3 separate regions of the Hordeum vulgare genome follow, and regions 1 and 2 are each linked to region 3. The links are chromatin contacts, called in public Hi-C maps. All regions are on one chromosome and are shown on one strand. Each heading gives the region's core, a stretch centred on a gene start, on an enhancer-like site or on the middle of the called end of the contact. The rest is flanking DNA. Distances are from core to core; before and after follow the strand shown. Region 1 overlaps LOC123427096 (eIF-2-alpha kinase GCN2). Region 2 holds the start of LOC123427095 (B-box zinc finger protein 24-like). Region 3 holds the start of LOC123427092.

Region 1 (2,963 bases), core at 158-2,657, 360 kb before region 3:
AGCAATATCTTTACAGTTCAAAAATCCTACAATCTGGAGCTGATTGGCAGTCTGCTCCTAAGTGAATTTCAGGTTTGCTATTCCAAATGGTCGATCAATATCAGACTTTTTATCTACCTATCCTGGATATGACGAAAAAGACCTGTCCTGGATATAATCTTTCCTATGGCCGGGTTAGTTTCCATTATGTTCTCGAGTTCCACCTTTTCTGCAGCTGAACCAGTTTGTGGTTACTGGTATTTTTCTCTTTGAACTTCCAGGTGAAAGCAGTGTTGCCTTGCCAAACATTTTCACCTACACCAAATTGCAGGGTGACTGGTGGCTTTGTTCAATCTTGGTTATCCTGGAGCATTGGCCAAGATTGATGGCTTGGTGTAATCCTGATTGTCCTGGAGCAGTATTGCGGTGAATGCAAGCTGACGGGTAGCTGTTTTAAGGCAATCTTGGCTGCTATTATGTGGATAGCTAGTTGGTGCAGAGTTACTTCTGCGATGTGATCATGGAGCTGGAATGCTGCACAACGTTCTTGTTGATAGTGGAACGGCTGTGCTACAGGTTCACCCAGTTATGCCCTTTGCAAAAAAATTTGCTTCAAATTCTTCTACAAGGCAGTCTTTTGCATAGTTCAAATTGTTTACGATCATGTACAGGCCAATTTTCCTTCTTTGATGCTCGTAGGAAATGCCCAGTTTTGCAACTGGCTTAGCTTGGAGAAGACAAGCCAATGCAGTTTTGCTACAATACCGGTCAAAGTAGAATGTATGTAATCTGTTATCTGTGCACAGTGCGAAAGAGCATCACTTGATTCAACTCCAGTGTTTCCGTCACTGTGCGAAGTACCAACCCAGCATGAGAGGCCGGCGTCGTGACGTTGACGTTACTCTTTGCGGTTGTCACCTCCCGTTTGAGCCCTTTGTCAAACTGAACACCGCATTGATTAGGTAAAGCTAGCCACTGCAAGGACCATTCCAGTAGTTCTTGTTCTTTATTCGCACTAGACGAGCACTGCTCGCCTGCCCGCTGGAAATTCACGCCATGTACTGCGCGATGCACATGGAATGCCACCATTCAAGAAAGAATCTATCGCCCTCCCAAGTCTCCTCCTACACTATTAAGCTAACCCAGCATGTCCAAACGATTCTTAGCACGGGGATTAATCTACCAAATCCATGCACGCGCATCGCGAACAACAGGTCAGTTCCGGTCGAGTGCCACTCATTCAGGCTCCATAAACCATAATACAGCGGCACGGATGAGCTGCAATCCAGTGAAGCCCGAGCCGAGCCAGCTGCAGTTCGTGCATCTACCCGCGGAATTAGAGGGCGCCGGCCTGTCGGCGGTTCGGCACGTGTGGAAGCACGCACATCTGCCGTGGATGTCCGATCCGACGGTGAGATCGCGGGCGACGGTCGACGACCGAGATCCGCCTCCGACGGTACAGTGGGGACTGCTTGCTCCACGCGGTTTCGGTTGACCTGTAGTTTTCTTGGCCTTTCTTTTCTCTCCCTGTGTTAACTTGAATATGAAGAGGAGTGCAGACCAACTACCTGCCAAAACGCGTTTGCATGCGACTTGATGACAAGGGCCGGCCACCCTTTTCGTCGGTATCCTTTCGGGAGCTCTCGCTTCTCACCTGGCATGCCAACAGGTGTCTCCAGCCTCCAGACCGTAGAAGCTGCTACTAGTATCAGCGGCACTGCGGCAGCATATCCTCTTCTCTTGTTCAGCAGGACCGGACAATCAGACGTGACAAGATGTTCGCGTTATTGCAAAATGTTGCTGTATGCCGCTGCGTTTAACGAGAAATATGGAAAGTGGTTTGTCCTTATGTTTGCAGCCTTTCCTTCTCTTCGTTTATTTGTGTATACTAGCAAAAGGGCCAATGCGTTGCAACGGGAGAAAGAAATACCACACGCTCTTAATTTATAAAAAATGGTCTATAATCTGAGAATTTATAGTTACGACACAAATAAAAATGGTCTTATCCTACAAAAATGCAGTTCAAAATTTCACAGGTCTTCTATTTTAACACGACTTGCATGTAGATTTAATACGTACAAAGAATCAGTCAAGTGACCTTCAGTTTCATCTCTAATCCTGATTTTGTTGACGTGTTCATCCCCAACCCGGATGAGTACCGGTATGAAAGAAAGACGAATAATGACTTATTTATTAAGATTGCATCCTAGATAGTATTTTTATTAAACGTTTAACAGATAAAATAATATCATATTTAAATTCTACATATTTTTTAATCAAATTCCATATATAATATGTTAAATTTGGAGTTACGGTTTAAAAGATATGGGTATTTAAAAAACATTTAATATATACTATGAGTTTAATGTCATAAACAGGAAGGACTTTTTTTGTAAAATCACCTTGGTGGGTTTTCCGACGGAAGCGATAGCCTTTTTATTATTAGGTAAAGATATGTACTCCCTCTGTTCCTAAATATAAGTCTTTTAAGAGATTTCACTAGACGTCTACATGCGAAGCAAAATGAGTGAATATGTACACTAAAGTATGTCTATATATATCCGTATGTAGTCCACTAGTGAAATCTCTAGAAAGACTTATATTTAGGAACAGAGGAAGTATATGGTAAGTGGGTAGTACGTGCCAGCAAGTCTTTTAGTATGAAAACATGAAGATATATGAGGGCATCTCCAATCTCGCCGGCCTTAAAAAACGTACATAGTATTTGTTCGTGGACCGGTTCGGACTCATTCATGGACAGGGATACAGTGGTAGCGGGTCGCCCGTCTTTGATGAATAGTAGCATATCAAATCTTCGATTAATGATAATATTCAATTGGGACATGTTTAATTTAAGTATTACTCCCTCCTTCTTATAATGTAAGATCATTTTGCAAGCTAAACAAAACGCTCTTATATTATGAGACAAAGAGAGTACAATTCGACCAAGTTTTGAAATAAAATAGTTCAAACTTGACTTCAAC
Region 2 (2,936 bases), core at 223-2,722, 300 kb before region 3:
CACTGATAAACCCATCTCGTTTGTGAAAGTATTTCCCCGATTCGCCCTGCAGCTTCATATGTTCCACGGCAACCAAGCGATCGGCACAAAAGGATTGCAGAATCCCTTTGCATACATACACACATACATATCACTAGTTTACTCATACTTCATCCGTTCCAAAATATTTGTCGTGCTTTTAGTACAAATTTGAACTGAAACCAGGTATTTTGGACAAACTTGAACTAAGACACGACAAGTACTTTGGAACGGAGGGAATACATCACACATACGAACTATACATTCAGTTCAGATATCTCATCCAAGATCGGGAACGATGAGGTAGTCCTCGTCGTCGTCGTCGGGCAGCTCCACCCTCGCCTTCTTGCTCTGGCGCGCACCGGCTGTCTTGTAGAAGCCCCCGTTGCTCGTCGGCGGCGGCGAGGCGAAGAGCTCGGGGACCTCCACCGCGGTTCTGCCCCACTTGGATGCCGGCGCCTGGTCGTCGTGGAACAGGTCGATGTCGGCGAACCACTCCAGCTCCTTGAACCCGAGAGGAGACGGAGAACCCTTCTGCAACAGCAGGCAGAAAAGGAAGCGCATGGAGGCACGGTGAGATGTATCCATGGAGGTGGCAGGGATACAATAGTAGTAGGTGATTTGCCTAGCTCCTTGCCTTGTCGCTGGACTCGTAGTCGGAGAACTGCAGGAGGTCCTCGACGGCCCAGCCGGACGACGGCATGAACGGCGACGACGGCACCTCCTGCGCCGCGGCCGAGACCGGCGCCGCCCTGGGGGGCTTGGAGGGCGGCGGCGGCGGGTGGCTGTCGGCGTGTGCGCTGCAGACGGAGCTGAAGCCGACGCGGATGCCGGTGGCGATGTAGCGTTGGTGGTTGGCGGAGAGCGTGCCCTGGACGTGGATGGAGTCGTCGCAGTCGCGGCAGAAGAGCGCCCTGTCCTCCACGCAGAAGACGAAGGCCGGCTTGTCCTGGCACACGTCGCAGCGCGGGAGCCCTGCCGCCGCGGCGGCGCCCTCGAGCGGGAGGCGCTGGTGCTTGCTGGCCAGCTTGTTGGCGGCGTGGATCTGCACGTCGCAGCGCGCGCACAGCGCCGCCTCGTCCGCGCAGCACACCACCGTCGCCGCCGCGCCCTCGCACGCGTCGCACTGGATCCTCATGGCTGCCTTCCCGCGCTTTCTTGCTTGTCGGCTCCGGTCGCTCGCTCTACGGCTCAAGCTAAGCTCAGGCTTCACGTGCGTCGACTAGCTGCCGCTAGAGAAATGATGGGAGATGGGAGTGGAGGGGCGACGGCGAGAAACGAGCGGCGTATAAATCGCGGCGACGTGCACACGCGGGAGCTTCCTGTGGACGAGAGGGCCTCTGCGGTTAGGCGACGGCTGGTCCCTGATGACTAGTGTCTCTCGCTCGCTCGCGCTCTGGCAGGGAGCGCTCGCCGCGGCCGGGAATTTGATTTTGCGGACTCGCGGCGTGCAAAGTAGTGTAGGACTCGGACTGTGATGTGTGGGGGAGATCTTTCTAACGAGGGGAGACGCTAGCGTCACGTCGCGCATCATGCACCGGTGTAAATTGCTTTGTCGTACGTTGGTGATAATCGACTGTTAGGTGTGCTCTCGTAGTACGATCGATCGAGCGGCTTGTAGGAAAAGCCGTGCTGCGTACGCTCAGAGGACGGACGTGAGGCATGAGCACAAACAGGAACGGAGGTCCCCCGCAAAAAAAAAAAGAAAAAGGAACGCAGGTCATAGGCGCACTGTGACAACCACCTCAACGGGCCATTTAAGATTTAAGTCGGTGCAGCGTTTGCTTGGGGGAAATCTCACCTGTTCATCGCAGGTTCGTACCATGAGGCGATCCCGGGTCTTTTTTACCAGAGGTCTACGACGGACCAAATATGCGTTCCGTTCCTCGGTGGACGACGATCGCCGCTACTCAACACGGCACGGATGCGAAGGGCGTCCAGAGCTCACGGGAGCCTGACTGACTGATGGTCGCTGTTTGCATCCGGCGGACGGGACGCCGATATTCCTCAGCGGACACCGTTTGAGTTGTCGACACCTGTCTCTCACTCGAGAACCTGACGGCGTCGGAGGTTGCAAACCCAGCCACATTTGGAGACGATATTTTGGGGCCAGGGAAGAAGGTGAGGCGTGATGTGTCACGTCTGCGCCGAACGTGCATCCAACACCAAACACGCGCCTAAGCTTCACGTACAGTTCGTTTTCAAGGGGCGTCATGGACGTAACCCAAGGACATCCTGCATGTTAGGGTAGGCCACCAAACACCCTTGCGCGGGAGCGCTCTGCTGGAGCAACCGAAAAGGCGCACAACGCATCCGAGCCATGAAAGAAGCGCTCTTCTATCTTCCTCATGCTTCCATGTTTTTTTTTATAATACAGTATTTTTTTTGGAGCACTCGAGTAAATTATGAATGTGAGCGCACAGAACGACAGATTCGCGTTCACACCGAAGGCCCGGCCCTCCGACCGGTGAGTTCCTCTGCGCCGTTCATAGCTCATGGTGCTCATTTTTACATGCAGGATCACTTTTTGGACCAAATTTCTTGAAACGCTTGGACCATTGAGCAACACACTGATCAGCTGAATTCTCGAATTATGGTGAATTTGGGATTCTGCGGTGGATTTGATGGCTCCGCTCAACATGTCACCCGTCTTTGCCGCATTGATGAACAGAGGTTGACGCTGGGAAGCTTCAGCCACAGCCTCGCAGACGTCCGCACGGACAGGCTGTATGTAAATTGGACCCGGCGCGTGACGAGCGGAGAAGTCGAGAAGACGAGAACCATGTCATGCCGAGCGAGGTCTGTGAGCTTCGCACCGAAATACATACTCCACTTGAGGCAAGTGGTACGTATGCAGGATGTTGGGTGGCCCTTGTCTCCACTACATGGATGTTGTGTTTAAGAAATAAAACGTTTTG
Region 3 (3,252 bases), core at 32-2,531:
GGAGGTTTTCTACACCCATGGATGGCGGTCTGACCTTCGGATAGGATCTGCTACATCTTAGGCTGCTAGACCACATTTTTTAGTTACCTTTTCTGTTGGTACTTTTCACTTCTTTCGGGTCTGCGTTGGCTGCGTGCATCAAGTTATGCAGAGGCCGGGTTTTTTTTGCGATGCGATTGTATCAACTCGATATCTCAATTCAATGAAATGCCCTTTATCAAAAAAAAAAAAACATGTATGCTGTCAACAGCTTTCCAAACAATGAACTGAGTCCGTGTGAAAGAATTTTCGGCAGAAGAAAAAAGAATTTCTAGGTAGAGCAATATTCCGGATGATCACAGAGGATAGTGATGGAAATCAGGTGAAACTAGGGATGTAAACCAGCCCCGTTTAAGCCCACTTATCAGTCTAACAGTTCAATAAAGTTTTTTTTCCCGGGGAAAATGAATTATCGAGCTAACTAAACAGGACTTGTGAGCACCGTTTGTTGCACCATTTGCATCCCTAGGTGAATCCTATGAGCCCCACCTAAAATATGCTTTATAGGAATTCCAAGCCTGCCACAAAACTACCCCAAAATCTAAGTACAAATGCAACAGCCAACCGTCATGAAACCACACTTGAACACCAATGTAGGCTGAAGTGCAGCATTCTACCCTTGTACGCATTCCCGATACTCTTGAACATGAATCCTGGTAAACTTAAAACGCACCCAACAAGCAGAAAATCATGTCACGGGCAAAGCAAAAAACGTACTACGTACAGGTACAGCTCGTAGGTGGATAGCCAGGGGACAGATCTAGATGGTGTGCCGGGTGCGCAAAGACACCCGAAAATTGTGAAGGTCAGCAGGATTAATCTAATCGCTGGAGTGGAGGGTGAAACCTCATACCTCAAAACCCAATGGCCAAAGACTGCGGACGGGGTGGATAAGGCCGGAACGCGACGTCCCGGCGAGGAAGAACGGTGACGGCGGGTCGTCTGGGGGCGGGGGCGGGGGCGGGGGCGGGGGCGGGATCGAGGCGTCAGCTGTAGCCTGTGGTATATGCTATATGAGAGATTCAGAGCCGCGTCAGTAGGTCGGGCGGACTCGGGAGGGAGAGGAAAGAAAGGTACGGGAGGAGGAGTAGAGCTTGGCTCCGCCGTGCCGCGCCGCGCCGCGACAAGCTCCCCGGTCGGCGGTGAGCGGGGACTGCGGAGGGGAGGCGGGGTGGGGAGAGGAAGGATTGGATTGCGTCGTCGTTTTTTTCGGCTGCATAGCGGAACCTTTTCGTACAACCGTACTGTACAGTGGAGTAGGGAAACCCTATTTAGCGCCACAGGCGCCGGTTACAGGCAAAATTAGCTAACCGGCGCCCGCAGCGCTTCGGAATGGGCCGGCCCATCTAGATATCCGTCATGAACTTTTTTTAACCCGTGAACTTTTTCTGAAATTGATGAATTTTTTTAAATCGGTGAAATTTTTAAAAAATCTATAAACATAATTTCAAATCTCTGAACTTTTTTCAAAATCAGTGAACTGTTTTTAAAAATTAATGAATGTTTTTCGAATTATGTGAACTTTTTGAAAATCCATGAACATATTTCAAAAATAGGTGAACTTGTTTTCATAATTATTTAATTTTTTCGCAAATTTAAACTTTTTGAAATACTGTGAACTTTTTTTGATTTTTTAGTAGCCGACGCATTTTACATGGGCCGGCCCACGAGGAGGAGCGCAACAGGCGCCTGTTCCTCTAACCGGCGCTGAAGGCGTCATATAAGACTTCCTGTCGAGTACTCTACCATGTAGCCCGTTTGGGCTGGTTGGTTACTTCTGGGCCTACTTCACGCCAACAGGCCCAAAAATATCCCACGGTGCTTTTTGAAAGTTTGTTTTAGACTTGGCAAATCCTCCGAATCACTAATTAAAGAGCACTTTTTGTAAATATCAATTCCATCTTTTCAGATCATGACAAATGATGCACTGCATGTGTATCATTTATTGCGACTTGAGAGTTTTTCCTTTTTGTAGATTTATTTATTCAAAAATATATATCTTTTAAACCGTGCGTCTAAATTTTAAACCGTTTTCATGTTAGAATTCTAAACGTAGATCCTATTCTAATATATTTTGATGAAAATTATTTTTCACAGACAAAACCGGACGAAAAAATCAAACCGGAAGCATGTTTTTTTCCTTTTCAAAAAAGGCATGACTCGCGGAAGCAAATTTATGCCTCCACAAGAAGTAAATGCATGTCTCTCGCGGAAGTAAAAAAAGATATTTTTCTCGTTTCCAAATGGAACAACTGTGTCTCTCACCAAAGCAAATCGATGCCTTTCGCAAAGGAAAAAATATATGTTCTTTTTCGTTTTCACAAGGCATAACTGCGCATCTCGCGGAACAAATTCGTGCCTTACATGGAAGGAAAAATGTGTTCTTTTCGATTTCGAGAGGCATGAGTATCCTTCTCACGAAAGCAAATCCATAACTCTCGCGGAAGAAAATATGAAAAGATATTTCCTTTCGCTTCCAAGAGACACAACTGTGCCTGTCATGCAAGCAAATCCGTGTATTTCGTGAAAGAAATTTAAAAGAAAACGTGTATTTCGTGCAAACGTATCATTTTTCTTTCAAAACCGAAGTAAGACCGGGGGAGACCGAAAAGTCAAAAAATCATTAAAAAACCATCTAAAAAGAAGAAAACACTTGAAAAAAATCAGAGGAAGCACTCAAAACACAATACGTGATGGCAGCTTAAAACATGCCAAGTGACAGGCTCTCGGCCCATCCCAGATGACCCTTGCGCTGGCTGCCGAGGGCTACTACTTCCTTAGTTGCTCCCGCAAATCCTACAAGGGGTTATGTGCCCTTTCGCCAAGGCTATACATCAGGACATTTTTTTATACACTTTTAACTTTTTACAATACATGGTTAACATTTTTTTTTCAATACATGTTTTGATGCCAACTTTTGTATACATATTGTACAGCTTTTGTATACATCTGAAATATTCTTTATACATTTTCAATATTTTTACAAAATATGATTAACATTTTTCAAGTAAATCTTTGTAAACATTTTTTCAAATATGTGTTAAACATTTTTCCAAATATACACTAGATCAGTTGTTTTGAATAATAATGTTTATTTACTCTATAAAGATTTCTTGTAAATGTAACAAACATATCTTTGAAACACGGGACAGTTTTCAAAATTTAAAGTTCATTACTTAAATGCTACAAAGCATATTTTTGAATAACACACAC

What was found. Hi-C and Micro-C count contacts between places; a contact is called where the count stands out from the background.
Region 1: a Hi-C map of seedling shows a contact between it and region 3, with 2.6 times the contacts expected there. The contact joins the enhancer-like site here to the promoter of LOC123427092 in region 3. A contact is called at or near these places in 2 of 6 Hi-C or Micro-C datasets (leaf and seedling).
Region 2: a Hi-C map of seedling shows a contact between it and region 3, with 7 times the contacts expected there. The contact joins the promoter of LOC123427095 here to the promoter of LOC123427092 in region 3. A contact is called at or near these places in 3 of 6 Hi-C or Micro-C datasets (leaf and seedling) and 1 of 1 datasets of contacts at active chromatin or transcription factors (embryo).

What each region holds. Positions count from the first base shown.
Region 1 is chr2H:539,243,940-539,246,902 of MorexV3_pseudomolecules_assembly, reverse strand. It overlaps LOC123427096 (eIF-2-alpha kinase GCN2), which reads left to right. Exons shown (of 31, transcript XR_006622364.1): 29 at 1-173; 30 at 261-555; 31 at 651-810. Among protein-coding and RNA genes, the nearest start is that of TRNAL-UAA, 4.0 kb to the right of the region's middle. Within about 2 kb of position 1,407, at least 3 of the 3 cell types and tissues checked have open chromatin away from gene starts, as enhancers often do. A contact at or near this core is called in leaf and seedling, where this site is marked.
Region 2 is chr2H:539,183,700-539,186,635 of MorexV3_pseudomolecules_assembly, reverse strand. LOC123427095 (B-box zinc finger protein 24-like) reads right to left here and starts at 1,472. Exons shown (of 2, transcript XM_045111051.1): 1 at 656-1,472; 2 at 1-552. The coding sequence starts at 1,156. The coding sequence ends at 298.
Region 3 is chr2H:538,888,166-538,891,417 of MorexV3_pseudomolecules_assembly, reverse strand. LOC123427092 reads right to left here and starts at 1,281. Exons shown (of 4, transcript XM_045111046.1): 1 at 893-1,281.